Linked DNA regions of Oryctolagus cuniculus: region 1 is linked to region 2. A link is a contact called in public Hi-C data. All regions are on one chromosome and are shown on one strand. The core of a region is the stretch at or near the end of the contact, and the rest is flanking DNA. Distances in the headings are between cores, read along the strand shown. Region 1 has its middle 170 kb from the start of THBS2. Region 2 overlaps WDR27 (WD repeat domain 27).

Evidence for each region. A called contact is a pair of places that touch in the nucleus more often than the background predicts.
Region 1: a contact with region 2 is called in a Hi-C map of an unstated tissue, with 4 times the contacts expected there. The contact joins two enhancer-like sites. A contact is called at or near these places in 2 of 6 Hi-C or Micro-C datasets (ear pinna and an unstated tissue).

The regions. Positions count from the first base shown.
Region 1 is chr5:1,119,176-1,125,929 of mOryCun1.1, reverse strand. No RefSeq gene overlaps it. Among named protein-coding and RNA genes, the nearest start is that of THBS2, 170 kb to the right of the region's middle. Within about 2 kb of position 3,294, at least 1 of the 8 cell types and tissues checked has an H3K27ac peak or open chromatin away from gene starts, as enhancers often do.
Region 2 is chr5:716,534-723,166 of mOryCun1.1, reverse strand. WDR27 (WD repeat domain 27) reads right to left here. Exons shown (of 25, transcript XM_070074559.1): 18 at 762-883. Among named protein-coding and RNA genes, the nearest start is that of C5H6orf120, 69 kb to the right of the region's middle. Within about 2 kb of position 4,361, at least 1 of the 8 cell types and tissues checked has an H3K27ac peak or open chromatin away from gene starts, as enhancers often do.

The DNA of each region.
Region 1 (6,754 bases), core at 2,045-4,544, 400 kb before region 2:
CTATGGCCTGGGAAAGCAGTGGAAGACGGCCCAAGTGCTTGGGCCCCTGCACCCACATGGGAGACCCGGAAGAAGCTCCTGGCTCCTGGCTTCAGCCTGACTCAATGCTGTCCATTGTGGCCATTTGGGGAAAGAACCAGGGGGTGGAAGACCTCTCTGTGTGTGTCTCCTACCATCCCTGTAACTCTGACTTTCACAATACATAGATCAACCTTAAAAGAAAGAGAGGGAGGGAGGGAGGGAAGACTACCTCCACACCAGGAATGGCGGTGCACACACACGGCACGCTGACCCCGCTGTGTCAGACTGGAAGCAGGCACATCGCCCTAGAGCACGAGCCCATGGGCATCGGCGGTGCAGCGCAGGCGCCCTGCTCAGCGAGTCACGCGGGGACGCGGGTCAGATCCCAGCTGCCTGCTCCTCGCATTCCCCAAAGGCTGCAGGTGGCATTGTTCCCCTCTGAGGCCACCTGGAGCTTGGGGCCCCGAGGGTCTGGGAAGGGTGACTGTGCGGGGTGCGCGTGGGGAAGGCTAGCCCGACACCGCGACCCTGCACGGCGCTGGGTGTGGATCTATGATCTATGCACTGGTCAGATGCCAAGAGCCATAAAGAGGCCAAAGAACAACATTTATGCAAAATGTAATTTAAAGCAAAATCAACGGAATGTAGACCGTGACAAATGGATCTAACTCTATTACCAATGATGACAGAGTTCAAAAATTTGGCTCCAGTATCAGAGGAAGCCTGGGGAGAGTTTGGCGGCCCCCGGCCAGGAGGGCGGGCTGCAGGGCCTTCGGGCCAGCCGCTGGGTGGTGCCAGGGGCCCGTGAAGCAGTGCTGCCGTGCCGTTGATAGGAGAGAGCCCACGGCAGCGTGGTGGGCTGGCCTGGCTCTGTTGATAGGAGAGAGCCCACGGCAGCGTGGTGGGCTGGCCTGGCTCTGTTGATAGGAGAGAGCCCACGGCAGCGTGGTGGGCTGGCCTGGCTCTGTTGATAGGAGAGAGCCCACGGCAGCGTGGTGGGCTGGCCTGGCTCTGTTGATAGGAGAGAGCCCACAGCAGCACGTGGGCCGGCCTGGCTCCTCCTCCGACCCGGCGAGCGCCGGCCACGCCACTCCGACGCTGGCACAGGAGCCGAGGTCTCAGAGTTCCGTTTCGTGTCCGTGTGGTTGCGCTGCCTTCGGAGTTCCGCCTGTGGCCCGGGCGTGGGTTTCTCTCCGAGCTGATTTTTCGTAGAATTGATTGGACATTTCACAGACCCGCAGCCTGTACAGGAGAGGACGAGAACTTCACAACAAACCTAATGATGCTGGTCCTCCATGTAGAAAGCAGTCGATGCTCCCGTTCTGCTGGGCTTGGCGTTGAGGAGGTGGAGGACGTCCACCTGTCACTCACGCAGACACCTGAACGCCCAGGGCCCAGATGACCCGGGGCCGTCCCGCCTGGTCTCCTCCGTGGGTGGTGCTCACTCCCATCGCCGGGGTCCACACTGGCAGCCGTGACCTCACCGTATGCAGCCGTCAGGTAGACTCTCCCTGCTGCGGAGGTATTGAAGCCCCGGTCTTCAACCCGGCCTCGCTTCAGGCAGACCAAACCCCGGTGTGCTGCCGTCGGTCTCACGGCCAATAGAAAAGAAAAGAAATGGCCTCAGACCGTGTGAGAGGACCGCGTCCGCTGCTTCCCGCAGCATCAGATTCCGGGTGGCGGCTGCAGCCGCTCTCCCCTGCGGACTGCCACAGCGGCCCTGCCGCAGACAAGCAGAGGGATGTTCCGGGCAGGACGTCTGTCGCCCAGACGGGGACGGCCCAGGAGCCGGCGGCTCACGCGCAGACCACTCAGGAACGGAGATTTCCGCCCGCGACTCGCGAAGCCTCAGCCTGGCACCGCCTCCACGGCCTGGCGCTCGCCCTCAGTGCTGTTGTCCCCTGCTGTCCTGGGCGCTCGCTTTGCGTGTCGCATGCTCAGGGCTCCGTGCTGCTAACGCCCACTCGTCACGGCTCAGCCGCTGCCTGCCGCGCGAGTGTGTGTGGATCCCCAGACGCCCCCCGCAGCGCCCGGGGCCTGAGGGTTCCCGGGTTCTCACAGTGGGCACCGGGTGTGCACCAGGCGTCCCTGCGTCTCCTCCTCTTCCCCCCTTGTCAGCTCCTTCCGGGCCCCTGTGGGAGGGAGGGGTGTTTTGTTTTGTTTTGTTTTTTAATTTTTTGACAGGCAGAGTGGACAGTGAGAGAGAGAGACAGAGAGAAAGGTCTTCCTTTGCCGTTGGTTCACCCTCCAATGGCCGCTGTGGCAGGCGCACCGCGCTGATCCAAAGCCAGGAGCCAGGTGCTTCTCCTGGTCTCCATGGGGTGCAGGGCCCAAGGACCTGGGCCATCCTCCACTGCACTCCCGGGCTACAGCAGAGAGCTGGCCTGGAAGAGGGGCAACCAGGACAGAATCCGGCGCCCCGACCGGGACTAGAACCCGGGGCGCCGGCACCGCAGGCGGAGGATTAGCCTAGTGAGCCACGGCACCGGCAAGGGAGGGAGTTTTAGACGTGAGGCTCTGAAGGCCTCAGGAAGCCACAGCGCTCGGGACTCGTGATTCGTCTTCCCTATTGGGTCTCATATCATGCACGTGCCAGGGCTCTTCTCCATCTGGGACTTTTTCCCAGACAGAAGCACGGTGGTCGTGGGGGGGGGGGGTGATGGTGGTGGTGATGGTTTGAAGAGCTTTACAGCTTCCCTAAGGTCACAGCACACTTTAGAGCCAGAATGCTACCTTCTGGAGTTTATAAAAACACAGGCGATTAACTCACACTCGTGTGAACCCACCCCGAGGCAGCACATTGGCCAGGCCGCATTCCCGGAGTTCACTCCAGAATCCCAGGACGTGGGAAGCACAGGCTCTCCTCGACTTTCAAAACTGAACCTGCAATGGCTTTATTGAGAGGTAAGTCAGGACCCACACATGTCCACACTTTTTCGTACAGCCTCAGTGTCAGGCAACCACAACATAATTTTAGAACATTTTTATTCCAGAAGAAATCCCATTCTCATGACAAATCACGGCTGCCCGCCCACCCCCGCCAGTCCTCGGGAGTGGCCGTGCGAAGCTGTGACTCACCCCAGCCTCGGCAGCTTCCGTGGAAGCTGCGAGTCCCAGCTCCCGGGAGCTGGGGCCTGGGGCTCTAGCCACATGGCACAAGCTGAGAGGTATTTGAAAGTCAGCCGTGTGGCTTTTCCCTACCTTGATAAAAAGCAGTTAAAAAAAATCAGTAGGAACTTGGTCGCCCTAGAAAGGCCAGGCACAAGGTGCAGATGGGCGCCTCCCCTTCACAGGTTCTTGTTCCTAAAATGTCTGTATGTGAGAGGCAGAGACAGACGGGCCAGCGCCCCTGTCCACTCCTTCACACCCAGTCGCCCATGGCAGCCCCGGGGTGGGGCTGGAGCTGGGCGGGGAGCCAGGACCCCCCTGGGTCTCCCCCGGGGGTTCCGTCCACAGGCAGGAAGCTGCATCTGGGATCAGGCCGGGCATCGGCCCAGGCACTCGGCGTGGGACTCCGGCCTCTCTACCTGCATCTCACCTGCCAGGCCCATCTGGAAGGGGACGCTGGGCTCCCAGCGCTGGGTTCGCATGAACACCTGCCGCGTGCCGCTGTTGGCTGACGGCCGGGTAATCGGCTCACAGCCGTGAGACGGCAGAGCCCGAGCAGCTCCCACTCCACCTTGGTTACGAGAATAATCCACACGAGTGTTCCAAACCGACTTCGAATGGGGACTCGGGGGCACTAGTGCTGCAGATTAAGAGACGGAGGTGTGGACTGACTCCTGCAGATGGCCACGTGTTGGTGGGACACTCGCCATTCCAGGGGCGCCCGCGGTGGGTACAGAACAGTCGTTGCGTATCCAGATGAAGCCCCCGTGCGCCCTGACAGGTGCAGCTTAAAGTGACTGCGGCCTGCGTAACTCACCCCTCTGCCCTCCCGAGAGCCAGACTCCCCTCCCCCGAGTGTACACCCTCGTCTCCTGTCATTGTGGGGGGCACAAGACCCCCGTGGCTCCCAACACCGCTGCCCCCTCCCTCCACCGCGCCCCCTCCCCTTCTCTTCTGATGAATTTCGGTTCTGGACAAGAGGGGGTGCTCTCCCCACCCGTGGAGTTGATCCAAACGTCCACCATTCTCGCTCGGATTCCCAGGAAGACACACACAGACATGCAAAGTGGCACACAGGCACAAGCAAGGACACGGGGCTGTCTCAGACGTCGCCCGCAGCTCGTGCACCAGGAGGAGGTGCACACGGTGCAGTGCAGAGCGCCGGCCAGGGTCAGGGCATAAAGTATACCAAAATAAGCCCAAGCATAAGTGAGGTAAATGCCAGAGAAGAATTCAATGTTTCAATATAATGAGAGTCAGACATGACGGAATACTATGCAGCTGTGAAAAAGAAATGAGCTCCTGTCATAGGCAAGAAAATGGACGCAACTGGAGACTGTTACGCGTAGTGAACTAAGTCAGACCCAAAAAGACGATTACCGCATGCTCTCTCTGATCTGTGGAGCCAATACGCAGAGTACAAACCCTTCATGTAGATGAGTGAGACCGACATCGGGACCCGATGGCTGCTGTTCCCCGTGTCTGTGCCCCTGTGCAACAGCGCCCCCCCCGACTTTTCCTCCTGGAGCAGAGCCCTGAGCCTGCGACTGTAAACACTAAACATCCTTGAAAAAAGGAGAGGGGAGGGAGGGGAGAATTGTTGTTGTAGTCTGGGAATCTATGGAATTCATGCAATCCGTTTTCTATACAATAATAAATGAAAAGTAATTAAAATATTAAAGGAATAAAGAAAAAGTAAGTTAAAATAGGCAGAGTGGAAAAGGCCCAAGAGCAGAGGACTAATCGAACTGTCACCCGTAAATCTTTCAGATTCTGTTCTGAATAAGAAGAGCGCCACTGTGGGCGCTGCTCTGCGTGCAGATCGTGTGTCACCACGTCCACATGTGCCACCACGTGTGTGCCTGGACGTCGAGTGTCGCAGGGAAGTTCTTCAATGCAAGTATGTGAGCTTTCAAACTCTGCAGAAGAATAAGTTATTGGCCGGCGCTGCGGCTCACTAGGCTAATCCTCCACCTGCGGCGCCGGCACACCAGGTTCTAGTCCTGGTTGGGGCGCCGGATTCTGTCCCGGTTGCTCCTCTTCCAGGCCAGCTCTCTGCTGTGGCCCGGGAGTGCAGTGGAGGATGGCCCAGGTGCTTGGGCCCTGCACCCGCATGGGAGACCAGGAGAAGCACCTGGCTCCTGCCATCGGATCAGTGCGGTGCGCCGGCCACAGCGGCCATTGTGGGGTGAACCAACGGCAAAAAGGAAGACCTTTCTCTCTCTCTCTCACTGTCCACTCTGCCTGTCAAAAAAAAAAAAAAGAATAAGTTATTTTATAAATTAGAAATGATGACTGAGTCATTTTATTTTTAAAGATTTATTTATTTATTTAATTGAAAGCATGAGAGAGAGAGAGACAGAGAGAGAGAGAGAGAGATCTTCCATCTGCTGGTTCCCTCCTCAAATGGCAGCAATAACCAGAGCTGTGCCGATCTGAAGCCACGAGCCAGGAGCTTCTTCCAGGTCTCCCATGCGGGTGCAGGGGCCCAGGCACTTGGCCATCTTCCACTGCTTTCCCAGGCCACAGCAGGGAGCTGGATCAGAAGTGGAGCAGCCGGGACTTGAACCGGTGCTCATGTGGGATGCTGGTGTCACAGGTGGCAGCTTCACCCACTATGTCACAGCGCCAGCCCCCGATGAGTCATCTGAAATAAATCAAACTTACCAAAGGCCTGGCACTGCATCTCCTGCCCCCAGCGAGTTAGTGACCGGCAGCCAGCAGGGGCGTGGGCGCAGGTGCGGCTAAGCTAACGCACTTGGGCTGCGGCTCGGCCTCCACACCCGATGCCACAATCATGGTGGGGATGAAATTCTTGAAGCCCCCATCGCGGAAAGGGGAGCGAGTGTAGTGCTACACGGCGAGCCAAGCGGCGCTGTGGGTATGTTCCCCGCGCTCAGATCACATTCCCGGGAGGACCAAGGGGAGACATGGCACTGGGTCCTCCTAGCAGTGCCCCCAGCAGCTACATCCCCAGGAGTGACACGCCCTCACGCCTATCAGCAGTTACGCCCCCAGGAGTGACACGCCCTCACACCTATCAGCAGTTACCTCCCCAGGAGTGACACGCCCTCACACCTATCAGCAGTTATGTCCCCAGGAGTGACACGCCCTCACACCTATCAGCAGTTACGTCCCCAGGAGTGACACGCCCTCACGCCTATCAAGTGAACTTGTAAAATTTCAGATGGAAAATTCTGATTAGATTCCCCATGTGGTTCCTCTCCATAATCTGCGTCTCTACTCTCTCTCTCTTTGTTGTTGTTGTTACAGGCAGAGTGGACAGTGAGAGAGAGAGAGACAGAGAGAAAGGTCTTCCTTTGACGTTGGTTCACCCCCCCCAAGTGGCCGCTACGGCCAGTGCCTTGTGGCTGGCGCGCTGTGCCAATCCGAAGCCAGGAGCCAGGTGCTTCCTCCTGGTCTCCCATGTGGGTGCAGGGCCCGAGCACTTGGGCCATCCTCCACTGCACTCCCGGGCCACAGCAGAGAGCTGGACTGAAGAGGAGCAACCAGGACAGAATCCAGTGCCCCGACCGGGACTAGAACCCGGGGTGCCAGCGCCGCAGGTGGAGGATTAGCCTAGTGAGCCATGGCGCTGGCCTGCCTCTCTACTTTCACGCCATGT
Region 2 (6,633 bases), core at 3,112-5,611:
GAAAACTTAGTTCTAAGGTTCCGACTTTGAAAACGGACACTGTGCGCACAAGCGAACAGTATCAGCAACTCCAAAACCCACCGCCCCCTGCACACCCTGGAGCGGCCGTGAGAGCCTCCACCCTCACGGAGCCCCCGGCTTCACGCCCTCTGTCTAGGGCTCTTCCTCCAGCCAGGCCCGTAGAGAACAAACGCTGAGCACATCGGAAATTCCACCACTTCCTACGTTGTGTCTTTCACAATTAACCATCCCATAATTTCACAAATCAAAGCCACTTCTTACGAACACCTCCTCCTGTCTTGGTGTCAGACTACTGCCATCTTCCTGTCTCTCCTTCTCCATCCTACTTCCGAATGACCACCCATCAGATCATCAAAACTAGTCATTTTTCTCCCAAAATATTCATGCAGTATCCCTTAGGCCATGACCATTACCTCTGCAATAAAATCACACTAGATTAACATTTAAAATTAACCAAGTACTACAGCATTAATTATTTTCCTGTTTGCTGACCATAACACACATTAGGACATGTAACTGTATGTGTCCACACATGCATGTAGCATGTAGCAGGCGTGCATGTGTACATGTGTGCACATTATGTGGTGAATAACATGAGCACACATGTAAGAAAATATCTGATCAATAACCTTCACTGCAAGCTCCTGATCAGTGTCCATTTCCAAGTCTCCGATTAAGGCAAAAACATGCCCTTGAGAGGACGCTGCAGGACAGCCGTGGGTGGGGAGGGGCCTCATTACCAGCAGCAACAGGAGCTCTGCCCTGCGGAGGGACCACACCCGCAGGGCCCCATCCTGGGCTACAGACAGCAGCCACCTCTGGTCATGGCTCCAGCACACGGTGCTCACGGCTGCATCGTGACCTGAGGGCACAGGGACAAGGAAGAACAAACAGGGTTACCTGTGTCCCCCGCCCCCCACCCCCCGCACGGCATACCTGCAACTGCAGGTCCCGAGGAACAAACGAGGCACGCGGGGGATCCCCAGCCACAGTGACGCCACACAGAACCAAGTTCAGGGCTGTCGCTCCCCCTCTTCGTGGAGGAACGACACAGGACCCTGCGCTGTTCTCTCGTCTGCTCGGCCCTCCCCGGGTTTGCTGCTGGTTCTTCCCGGGTTGGCTACTATCCCTTCCACCTCCGTGGAAGGGCAGTTCCCCCTGGCCACATTCCCCACTTCCGCAGGGGAGCGGCACACCGCCGGCCGGCTCTTCTCGGGGGCTGCACAGGTGTTCCTTCAGCTAGATGTTCCCCTTAGATGCCCCGGTGCATGCCGTCTCTCTCCTCCTTTATAGTCCTCCTCCGCCAATCCCAACTCGGCTGCCCACACGCCGAGTACGCTGCTCTCCAATCAGGAGCAAGTCCTACAGTTTATTGGTTGAACTGGAGGCAGCTGTGCGGAAGCTGTTTACTTCTCTCCCAGCGCCATATTGTGGGAGAGCAGATGCATAGAATAAGTCTTAATTCCAGTAACTCAGTCCAGTCCGGGCTGCTCCCCACACAGGGCCAGACTCCATTGCTAAGAGATTCCCCTAGTCGTCGTATTTCTTAAAGTAGGAAATTCAAAATTACATGTGCATCTGTGAGTGTCTGTTTCACAAAAATTATAAACTGTAGAATCATAAAACACAGTACAGAAGTCTGTGGATTAAGTAGTATTTTAAAGCCACGATTCTTTTGGGGCCAGCACTGTGGCGTAGCAGGTAAAGCCACTGCCTGCAGCGCTAGCATCCCATATGGGTGGTGGATCACTCCCCAGCTGCTCCACTTCCCATCCAGATCTCTGCTGTGGCCTGGGAAAGCAGTGGAAGACGCCTAAGTCCTTGGGCCCTGCACCCACGTGGGAAACCCGGGGGAGGCTCCTGGCTCCTGGCTTCGGACTGGCACAGCTCCGGCCATTGAGGCCAACTGGGGAATGAACCAGAGGATGGAAGACCTCTCTCTCTCTCTCTCTCTCTCTCTCTCTCTCTCTCTCTCTGCTTCTGCCTCTCTGTGTAACTCTTTCAAATAAATAAGTAATAATAAAAAAGTAACTATGATTCTTTTGACATCAAAGGAAAAAGTCAAAAAGCTTTACTGAACACACGTAGGATATAATCATTTCCTTGAGATTTTGACATTTTTATCTGCATTTAAAATGGCTAATTATCTTTTTTTAAAGAATTATTTATTTGAAAGTCAGAGTTACAGAGACAGGGGGGAGGCAGAGAGATCTTCCAACTACTGGTTTCACTCCTCAGATGGTCACAACAGCCAGAGCATGGCCAGTCCAAAACCAGGAACCAGGACCTTCATCTGGGTCCCACGTGGGTGACAGGGCCCCAAGCACTTGGGTCACCTTCCCAGGTCATTAGCAGGGAGCTGGATTGGAAGCGGAGCAGCTGGAACCCAAGCTGGTGCCCATATGGGACGCTGGTGTCTCCGATGATGGCTTAATCTGGCACGCCATATCACCAACCCCTGAAACAGCTGTTCTGACTGCCGACACGGGGTGCTGGCGAGCTCCTTAGCAGTAAACACCCTGAACTGGGAGACGCTGCTGTGCGGCTGACAGCTGGGCTTATTTCCCCTGCCTACAGAGCTTGCCACCCAGCCTCTCACTCCCATGCCAGCCTGACCGGGTCCGGACTCCTGCCTGCCATCCTGCTGCTGCGGGCTGGGGACATGCTGCCTCCTGGGCCTCCGACCACACATCTGCTTTCTGAGCCCGCCTGGCCCTGGAGCCTCAGACATGCCTCAAGCCCAGGGAGCCACTCAAATATGACAGTGCCCCCGGCTGCCAGCCCTGTGTCCCCCGGCTGCCACCCCCTGTGTCCCCAGGCTGCCAGCCCTGTGTCCCCCGGCTGCCACCCCCTGTGTCCCCAGGCTGCCAGCCCTGTGTCCCCTGGCTGCCACCCTGTGTCCCCAGGCTGCCAGCCCTGTGTCCCCTGGCTGCCACCCTCTGTGTCCCCAGGCTGCCAGCCCTGTGTCCCCCGGCTGCCACCCTCTGTGTTCCCCGGCTGCCACCCTCTGTGTCCCCAGGCTGCCAGCCCTGTGTCCCCCAGCTGCCACCCTCTGTGTCCCCAGGCTGCCACCCCCTGTGTCCCCAGGCTGCCACCCCCTATGTCCCCAGGCTGCCAGCCCTGTGTCCCCCGGCTGCCACCCTCTGTGTCCCCCGGCTGCCACCCTCTGTGTCCCCAGGCTGCCAGCCCTGTGTCCCCCAGCTGCCACCCTCTGTGTCCCCTGCCTGCCACCCTCTGTGTCCCTCGGCTGCCACCCCCTGTGTCCCCAGGCTGCCAGCCCTGTGTCCCCCAGCTGCCACCCCCTGTGTCCCCAGGCTGCCACCCCCTATGTCCCCAGGCTGCCAGCCCTGTGTCCCCCAGCTGCCACCCTCTGTGTCCCCTGCCTGCCACCCTCTGTGTCCCCCGGCTGCCACCCTCTGTGTCCCCCGGCTGCCACCCCCTCTGTCCCCAGGCTGCCACCCCCTCTGTCCCCAGGCTGCCAGCCCTGTGTCCCCTGCCTGCCACCCTCTGTGTCCCCAGGCTGCCAGCCCTGTGTCCCCCAGCTGCCACCCTCTGTGTCCCCTGCCTGCCACCCTCTGTGTCCCTCGGCTGCCACCCCCTGTGTCCCCAGGATGTTCTCAAAACTGCGCCCTGCGCAAGAGACACAGGAGAGACGAGTGAGGCGGACAAGGGGCCGCTGGGCTCTGCACAGAGGCCACGAGAGACAGGCTGGTGGGGAAGACGGACGCCCCAACAACCAGCAATCAAGACTTGCTGAGCAATCACATTCCGCCTCCTGCAGCAAGGACAAGCGGCCAAGTCACCACTGCTCTGGGAAGACGCTGGTCACCCAGGGACCTCCCCAGGGAGGGCGGCCACTGGCATGTCGGTCTTGGTGTATGCACCACACGCAGTAATTTAAAGATCAGAAAGTGAATCACATGGGTCAGAAAACCAACGAGGAAAATGGAAAGGCACACGAGTCAGTCTGCAACTCACTCTGTAACCTGAACCCAGGGAATCTCAGAGCCAAAAACGCACCGAGCGACAGCCGTCTGGAACAGCTCTGCTTCCCCCTTGTGGACAGTGTGCAGTTTCAGCAACCGTGCTGAGGCCAAGCCAGCCAGGCTCCAGCCTTCACCCCTGCCCCTTGGTGGCAGGAGGACAGTGTTCTGGGGCCAGGGCTTGTAGGTGTCGGTAGCAAATGGCACCTGCAACACTCTTACGAGTAGTGCTTAAGTCTGGACTCCATGCCACCGTGAAAACTCTCTCTAAAGGACCTACCCCGGCAGCCCCAGGAGGCCCACTCTGGGACACCAACACCACTGGCTCACCGAGGGCAGGAGGAGGGTGCGATTCCACCTCCCATGTCCTTCTCCCATGACACCACGCACTGCCCAAGACTGCCGCATGTCTTCTGGGCCTCTGTCCACCAGCTCACAAAAGCTGCGTGCAAGCACAAGCCCCGCCCATCACCGGAGTGGCAGAGGGATGCCTCCAGCAGAGCCACAGGACACCATGGGCCTGCCTGTCGCTGCTCACGGGACTGGCAAAGAGCCCGCTTCCTCTTCCAGGCTCAGGCCCAGGCACGGGCTCCGGAGTGCTGTGGCCTCGGGTGCATGGCAGGGATCCCACATGGCAGGGGCCCTCTGGAGCCCTCAGGCTTCGGCCTCCCCAGCCAGGCCCCTTCCCCTCTCCTCAGGCTCGTCACAGGGGTCAACACATCTCCCCAGAACCAGACAGCGGCTCCCACCCTGATGTCGCTTGATGACGGCCCCCAGTGGTAAGGAGCTGAGCCAGCGTCCTCCTGCCAGACCCAGGGTCCACGTGTCAGGAAACAGTTCAGCACAGGGGACATGAACCGCCCACCGCAGACGGAGCGCACACGAGGCTTCTCCACCAAGGGAGATCTCAGAGGGCAGAAAACGGCCTGGCAGAGCTCAGAGCATAGTCTCCCATCTGCAGCAGGCTCTTCACTAAGTCGGTCTTGGGGGACCCTCAGCTGACCCTGGCCCCTCCAGCAGGACGGTGCCAGCTGCACCTGCACGAGGGCTGGAGCTCCCCCCACCCCAGCCACCCTGGAACTCCACGGCAGCTTTTGACGGAAGACAATCTGAACTCTGAAGCACCAACGCTAAACTCCTGTACTGAATTAGTTACGGTCAATATCAGTGATTTTCTTTAAAAAAAAATATTTATTTACTTGAAAGGCAGAGATACAGGGAGAAGGAGAGAGAGACGGAGAGGGCGAGATACTCCATCCACTGATTCATTCCCCAAATGGCCACAACGGCCGAGGCTGGGCTGAGCTGAGGCCAGGAGCCAGGAGCTTCTTCCAGGTCTCCCACATGAATGACAGGGACCTGAGCACTGCCTCCCTCAGGCCATTAGCAGGGAGCTGGATCAGAACTGGAGCAGCCAGGACTTGAACCGGCATCCATGTGCGGGCAGAAGCTTAACTTTCTACACCACAGCGCCGGCCACTCTCACTGGTTTTCAAGCTGAGCGGCACTACCTGGCCATGACCTCAGAGGCCCCACATTCTCCCAGGACAGAATTCCAATTCATCACCTGGCCTGTCTTGGATTAGGACGGAAATAAATTTCCTGGGTGGGTGCTGAGGCATGAACTGTATTTTCAGTTAAAATTCATGACTATCCGACTGGGCCCGTGCGACAGGATGGGGAGGCACCCCCAGCAGGAATGCTGCGCCTTGTTCCAAGACAAGTTTCAGCGTCCACTGCGCTCTCCTAACTCATGGGAAAGCCTTTTCCAACAATGAAAACCTAGAGGAACGCCCAGGGTCAGCGGCTCTCCTCGCAGCAGGCAGTCAGTCGGGCTCCGTCCACACTCACAAGGGCCTCCCTGGAGTCGCCGGGGCACCTGGTGACACCAGAGGCACAGGCAGAAAGCACCACACCCGACCCGGGCCCAGACACACAGAGGCGGCAGCACCTTCCTGCTTCCAGGTAGGGCCCCACCCGGGGCCCTGGCCTGGCCCGCGCCTGCCCACTCCTCGTCTCCTAACAATCACACGACTGGAGACAGAGCCCACCGTGGAAACCCCGCGAGAACAGGTGGAACGGCGAGACTGGTGCACCCTGAAATGTCTACCGAGAGCAAACGTGAGGTGAGCGTTGCAAGGATTTGGCTCAGAAGAAGGAAGCCGTGTGCGTCTGAGTCAGGAGGTTGACTCATCTCATCTCAGCTCTGCTGCTCTCTTCTCAAATCTGCTTCCTAAAAACCTGCTCCCCTCGCTTCATCTGTGAACACGACTGTGCACAACCGCTACTGAACATCAAACTAGGTTTCAGTTATACGGCTTTTCATTAGTTAATTAAATATGTTTCAAATATGTAAGATCTGACTTCACTCTCTGCCCTAGATTCCACAGCGTTCCGTGCTTTGTGCACAGGGCACCAGCTATCACAGCTCCGCGATGTTGGCCTCACAGCTGCGCTCACTCGGCCTGGAGACGTGCTCAGAGCAAGTCGCTTTGTGAAGTGTCACCCTCACAGCACCACCCCCAGAACCTACTCAAGTCTTGTTCTGTCCTGTTGTTGTTTGAACACTCAAAAAAACACACTTAGCAATTGACCACCACGACCAAAACAAGATCCACCCTTAAATTCA